Regions from separate parts of the Rattus norvegicus genome. Here region 2 is linked to region 1. The links are chromatin contacts, called in public Hi-C maps. All regions are on one chromosome and are shown on one strand. Each heading gives the region's core, a stretch centred on a gene start, on an enhancer-like site or on the middle of the called end of the contact. The rest is flanking DNA. Distances are from core to core; before and after follow the strand shown.

Region 1 (3,176 bases), core at 420-2,919:
GCCCAAGAACATTTGTGAGAGAGACATCTATGATGGGGTGCAAGGGATGAAATAAAGGTAAGGCAGGAGTGGCAGTAAGATCTCGAAATGTGCGAAGTCGGGGATGGGCACAGAAGTCTCAGGCTAGGTGAATGACGAGGATGTGTATCGCAAGGGCAAGGAGAAATAAAAGGTGTGTCCTGGCAGGTGGGGAGTTCGAACATGGGCTCAAGGCTGGATTCCGGGAAAGCTGGTAGACACTTTGCTTTTGTGGCTCATTAAAGGTGAAGGAGCCTCAGGGAGGATAAAGATGGGAACCTTGCTGAGGGAAGGATGACTCAGACTGAGGGACACAAGGCTCAATAGAGCACAGTGGTCCCTTTAGGGTTTGGAACAACGCACGGTCTTCAGCTGTCATGCCGGAAGTCGCTGGGCGCCCAATTCGCAGACCCTCGTCTCAATCTAGCTTTCCGCACCCGCCTCCTCCCTCAAGCAGCCTTATAAGGAGCCTGCAGCTGGCGCTTGGGCTGGGCACGCCCTCTGGAGGCTCATGCCCTAATAAGGACATCTAGGGCATCCCGCGGCCGGGGGCGGAAGAAGCGCGTCTCCAGGGTAACTGCGTAGCCCCTCCCCCCGTTGCTCTGGGAAACTGCGAGTCTCGTTTAAGGCGGAGCTCGTCTTCTCTTTAGCCTCGGCACTTGGGATAGGAGGGGGTCAAGCTTTGGCCTCCACTTGGAGCTCCTGCAGCTTAGACCCTTCGTGCAGCAGAAAGCCCCTGACTACAACCCCCGGCATCCTCTGCGTGTTGCCTTGCTCCTGGGGTAGCTCCTCATTTACACCCTTTATTCCGCTTGGGGAAGTCAAGGCCCCTATTTCGTCTGCCTCTGACTTGTTTGTGACCTTGCCCTCTTTTTCTGCAGAGTGTGACTCCATGGTCATTGTTTGAGGTCAGAGAAATCTTGCTGGATTTCCCACCCCAGTTTATTTTAAACTCTTGCTTTCATAGAGAGTCTTTGTGTTAAAATAATCATAAATCTATCAACTCGGGAACTAAGTTGAAGTATTCCTTTTCTTGTATCCTAGTAAATGAAATATAAAGTCTTTAATGCACAATTCTTCACCCTTTCCCTACGAATTACCCATTGACTTAAGAATTTGCCAAATGTCTTTTAAAAAAGCCGAAGTTCTCAAACTATATTGTAGCATTTCCCGTTTTAAAAAATCCTATTTGTTGAAATTTCACTCCACGGAAGCATTTCTATGGGCTTAAAGACACCGTTATACTTGCGATTCTCTTTTCTTTGGGAGAAGATCCCAAGCCGATGATTCAGAAAAGAAAAATCTTGGTTTTTAGGAACCATAAAGAACAAAAAAAACACCACTTCTGAGATAAAGGTTCAAGTAGAGAATTATTTTCAGGTCATTTTTATCAAGCGATAGGCCTCTTGGCTTAGAGCGTGCTCTGGTCCATTGCACCAATGGGTTCATTCTCCGTGCAACAGCCCACGCCTCTCGGCCTCCGCCTACTCTGCGCCTCAAGCTCTGCGGAACTGGGTAGCAGCTAGTTCTATTTCGGTGCAAAGTCCTCGGACTTCACTTCCCGTCGGCCCGCGCGGCGAGCGCCGGAAGGCCGCCCCGCCCCTCATTGTGCGGCTCCTACTAAACGGAAGGGGCCGGGAGAGGCCGCGTTCAGTCGGATCCCGGCAGCAGCTGCGGCGGCTCTGTTCTTCTGTAGCTCTTTTCTGTCTCCCTTTCGTTTCCGGAAACATGGTGAGCACTAGGCCACTGCGCCTAAGGGAAGCGGTTTCGTGATCCGTCGCTTGCGCGCCGGGTGGGGTGGGGGCGGCAGAGAAGCGTTCTTAGTATCCCATCCCCCAGCACCCCGAGCGAGATTAAGGGTCTCATTGAAGGGCAGGCTGCGCGTGCGCGCCTGTGGGCGCTGGGAAGGGCCGATTCGGACGTCGCTCGTGCGCCCCCTGGCTCCTTTCCCTTCCCCCATTCTGCTTTTGCGCCAGCGCGAACACTGGCCGTGGGGGAGGGGTCCAGTGTGCGGAGCCTCGGGCAACGCTCTCTGGTTCTCGATGGCGCGCGCTGGACCAGAGCACGCGGCATCCAAACCCTGCCCTGGGGCCACTAGAGAAAAGCGCGCGAGGTGTCTGCGCGCGCCCCACCCTAAGGCTGTTCCTTCCCCACATCATCCCTCTGCGGATAGGTTGGTCTCCACAGCAGGTGGCAGGGATTCCGCCGTCTGGGAGGGGCGGGGGCGGCGTGGCTCTCCGAGATGCTGAGGCATCAGGGAACCTGATTGAGTAGCCGGCTCCTGAGACTCCTTTCAACACGGGTTTACAGGCTATCTCCCCCTTTCTAGAAAGAACGATTACACACCCTCTTCTCTATTCAGTGTACTTCGGTTAGAGCTAGAACAGCGCGTGCGCACATGCTTGGGCCCTGCCATCCCGGCCGCAGCTCTACACGAGCTAAGGCCTTTTGCTGCTGTGCCGGATGGAGCCGAGGGTGGAGCCGCGTTTAGGGAAGTGACCGAGGCGGGTACCGCCCGGAAGCCACCCAGCTTTTATGCTTAGCCTGAGGGCATGGAAAACTGTTGTGTGGACTGACTGGCCCAAGCTACCTCTCAAACTGACTGGGCTCACGCCTATTCCTAAAGGCGATTACTAGGCGTTGAGACAACTGAAGTCTCGCCGCCTGGCTGCCTCCGGGAGACAGTGTCTCTTGGGGAGGCCCTGAACCTAGCCCAATCTTTCTCCGCCTACTCCGGAAGCGGGTGAATCACGTGCATAGCTTCCTCTGCAGTTCCATGGTGGTGGTGGGGAGGGTTGGTTGTAGATTTCTGATTGGGTCGTCCCCCAGGGCCATACAAAGCAGAAAGTTTTAGACGATTTGGGACACTACGGTTGACCTATTAGTCTTTTTTTTTTTTTTTAAGGACTCTTAGTACTCTTGGATGACACGGAGTTGTCCAGCAGGGCTTTAATTAAAGGTTGTAATTCTTGTGTTCGGGAGATCTCTGCAGGAAAGAGTGTCGTTTATACAATGACTTCATTTGAAGGCTGTGATGGGCCTAATGAGCAGCTGTTGGTGTCTTGTGAATTTCTGATGTTCTGATTCTCTTTTTCGTGGAGATGAGACCATGCCCCAGGAGTTTGGTCTTTTGTATCTGTCCTAAGTCAGCATTTTAA
Region 2 (3,176 bases), core at 379-2,878, 180 kb after region 1:
CAGCATCTCCAGCCATGGGAGAACGCTCGGAGGAATCCGTACTGGGGAGAGAGGGGTCTGGGACAACCCCAGGGGGTGTCTGGGGGAGGTCTCCAACTGTTAAAAGAAAGAAAGATGAGATGAGAGAAGGGCATGTGACAACACAAACCAGTGTAAGGGGATTTCACAACCTCCATTTCCCACTGAGGATATGGGCACAAGAGGATCACCAAGGGGATCCCATCCAGGAGCACAACAGTGGAGCCAAACTTGGGATGACGTAATCACAGGACACCTGCTCTTCCTGCCAGACCCCTGCCCACTCACTCAGGTTCTCCTGAGAGCTGAGCTTCAGCATCTCCCGATCGGCAGAGGTCACAATCACGTTGTTGCTGCCCTGCTCCCGTACCAGCTCCTTGATGTCTATAACCATATCACCAGAGTTGTCACAATGACCCAGGGGTCCTGTGACACCACCACCAACCAGCCCAGAATATAGCCACCTACCTCTGAGGGGCCCAGAATCCTCCATCCGGGGCAGCAATTCCTGGTAAGACGGAGAGAGTACAAATGAACAAACAGAGCAAGAAGCAGGCTTGGAACAGGCCCACAACAGGGACAGACTCCCAGGACAGCAGAGACAGAAGCCTGTGGTTGGGGCCTACTCACTGAAACCTGGTTGAAGCCAAAAACAGAATGCTGGGAACTGCAGCGTACAGGGGGTGTGGAACTCACTTTCCGGAACACTGTCATCTCTACACCAGGGTCTCTGCAAACAGAAAGAAGAGCTAAGCAGAGGCTCTCAGCTAACCTCTCTTTACTGTTTCTTCTCACCTTAACACTCCTTCCTCCTCAAAGCTCCCTTTTACTGCTCTGACCCTGACTACAGGAAGTACTTAGAGCCAGTGTTCCCTCAGCCTTCTCTATCTTCCAAGACATAGACACAACCACAAACACAGAGAAACAATCCCTGAAACACCTAGTCACCTGGGAAGACTGCTCTCCCCCTGGGCAGCCTCTTCTTCCTGCTCCCCCATGGTAGAGTTGCGTTTCTCCACAATCTCGCCCTGGTCGAACATGGCATGCAGGCGATAGTTCACAGTCTTGATGGTAGCAAAGATGACAGCTACCACCAGGCAGTACACTCCAGCCACCATCAGGCTGGGGGGCAGGACCTGGAGATGACAGTTAAATTGAACCCTTTCTCAGAAAAACCTTGATCCCTTGAGAGTGTACCTGCCATCACTGTAAAGTACTAGGTATTCATCAGTTTACAAAACTTCATCACTCCTGCATGCAACAGTACAAAGACCCCTGTTAGGAGCAGTCCTGTTTAACCGAATAGATTAAATGAGGCGCTCAAGGTCACTCCATGTAGGAAAGACTTGGTCTTCCCCCTACATAAAACCAAACTCTACAGTGATTCTTCTCACTTCCTCCCATCCCTCCAGACTGCCCTCCCTCTCCCAGTAGTTACAGGTGGTGGCAGCCTCTCACCATGTACAGCAAGAAGGGAAAGATGAGCAAGAAGATCCAGACATAGAGATGGAAGCAGTTGGAGAAGGTGCTCTGATGCGGATCGAAAAACCAACCGCCAGTGAGCGAGGCCCACACACCCTGGCGCAGGATCTGCAACACCTGAGACCCCATGGCCCAGCCGCTGCTGCGCACGCCCTCCTCCCGGGACCCTCATGGGGGCGGCCCCCGGCCCATGCCCCGCTGGCGCCCGAGGGTCCCGGGGTCCGACTTAGATTTCACGCCATGGCCTCCCCCAACGGGGGAGGGGATTGGCAGGGTGAGGGCACAGGCAGGGGGCGGGGCCGGCCCAGGCAGTCAGCCGATCAGGCCGGAATACAGAGGTGGGACTGGCATCAGAGGCGGGGCCTGGGCCCCCTCCGGTGGCCCAGAACTGTTGTAAGGGGCCAAGCCTGAAGGCAGGCGCAGGGCACGGGCTGGGCACCCGTCGGCGGCATCCAGAGGTGGGCGTGGAATAGGTGCTCTCGGAGTGCCAGTGATAGGTCCCTTGGCTCCGGACCGGAGAAAGCCTTGGGACCCTGAGGTCCACTTCCGGGGTCGCAGGTCAAAAGCTTGGGGTTCTGCGTTCGCCCCGCTTCTACCGGTGCCGGCGCAAAGGGGAGGCCGGAAGAAGGAGCCGCGAGCTGCCAGCCTGCACTGGCGCATGCGCCCGTTAGAACCTGTTGGGACCCGGAAAAGGAAAACCTGGTGGCAAAAGTGCGCAAGCGCAGAGAAGTAGCGAAAAGACGGGATGCGGAGATGTCTTAGGCGCGCGCAGTCAAATTCTAGAGAGTCCAAAAAAAAAAAAAAAAAAGGGACGGGATTTGGCTCATGCGCATGCCCGGATGAGTCGCCATTGGGTAACGACTTAATGATTGGCGCAAAGCTTTTCCAATGCGTTACAGGAGGCGGAGAAAAGTAGGAGGCTGGAACTCCTCAAGGCTACTTCCAGTTTGCGTTACCGGGTCACACCTCTAACTTGGGCCGCCCTCCTACTGGTTGACCGTAAGTCAAGTCGTCGCTTGGCTTACGCCTCTACTTCCGGGTCAGAGCTTAGACGATGGAGAGAAGGATCCTAATCAGACTTGAGTAGTCGAACAGGATGATATCGGCATGCTTAAAGTGACCGACACAAGTGATAAACTAACGAAGTTGTTGAAGGCCCTTCAACTCTGAATCGAATCCCAGGCAAAGTTCTGAACAACAGTGTCAGGTTTTTGCCTCTTGGGGAAAGGACACGAAAAAATGGATTGCCTCTCAGGTGAAAGGAAGATAATTTTAAATGGTTCCAAGAGCTTAAGGTGTAAGCCAAGTCTGAAGTTCCAAACTTCCCTATTCACCTCCCCCTCTAGCATTGAAAAGCAGGGTATCTTGTTATTTCATATATGAAAAGAACGAAGCTTAAAGAGTTCTGCAACTTCGTAGCCAAGACCAGATTTGGGTTTGGGCGCAATCGCAAGGGTGATTTTGCTGAGGATTCAGACACAAGGATTCTTATCTGTCTTTGCAGAGATCCACTTCGACCCTGAGCAGCGGAGCTCCTAACGTAAGGCTTTTCTTAGAGTTGTGATGGTGTGTTTGGGGGCTGGAGAGGCAGGAGGACCTACCTTGCCCGCCTTCTACCTCTCTTGGCCAACCTCCCCGGGAACTCCCGGGCACAGCTGCCGGGAGCCTCCGGGAGG

What was found. A called contact is a pair of places that touch in the nucleus more often than the background predicts.
Region 2: a Hi-C map of liver shows a contact between it and region 1, with 2.2 times the contacts expected there. The contact joins the promoter of Pcnx3 here to the promoter of Cfl1 in region 1. A contact is called at or near these places in 2 of 12 Hi-C or Micro-C datasets (frontal cortex and liver).

The regions. Positions count from the first base shown.
Region 1 is chr1:212,225,455-212,228,630 of GRCr8, forward strand. Cfl1 (cofilin 1) reads left to right here and starts at 1,670. Exons shown (of 4, transcript NM_017147.3): 1 at 1,670-1,749. The coding sequence starts at 1,747.
Region 2 is chr1:212,401,339-212,404,514 of GRCr8, forward strand. It overlaps Pcnx3 (pecanex 3), which reads right to left and starts at 1,629. Exons shown (of 35, transcript XM_219515.11): 1 at 1,477-1,629; 2 at 967-1,154; 3 at 649-748; 4 at 487-526; 5 at 307-402; 6 at 1-96. The coding sequence starts at 1,629.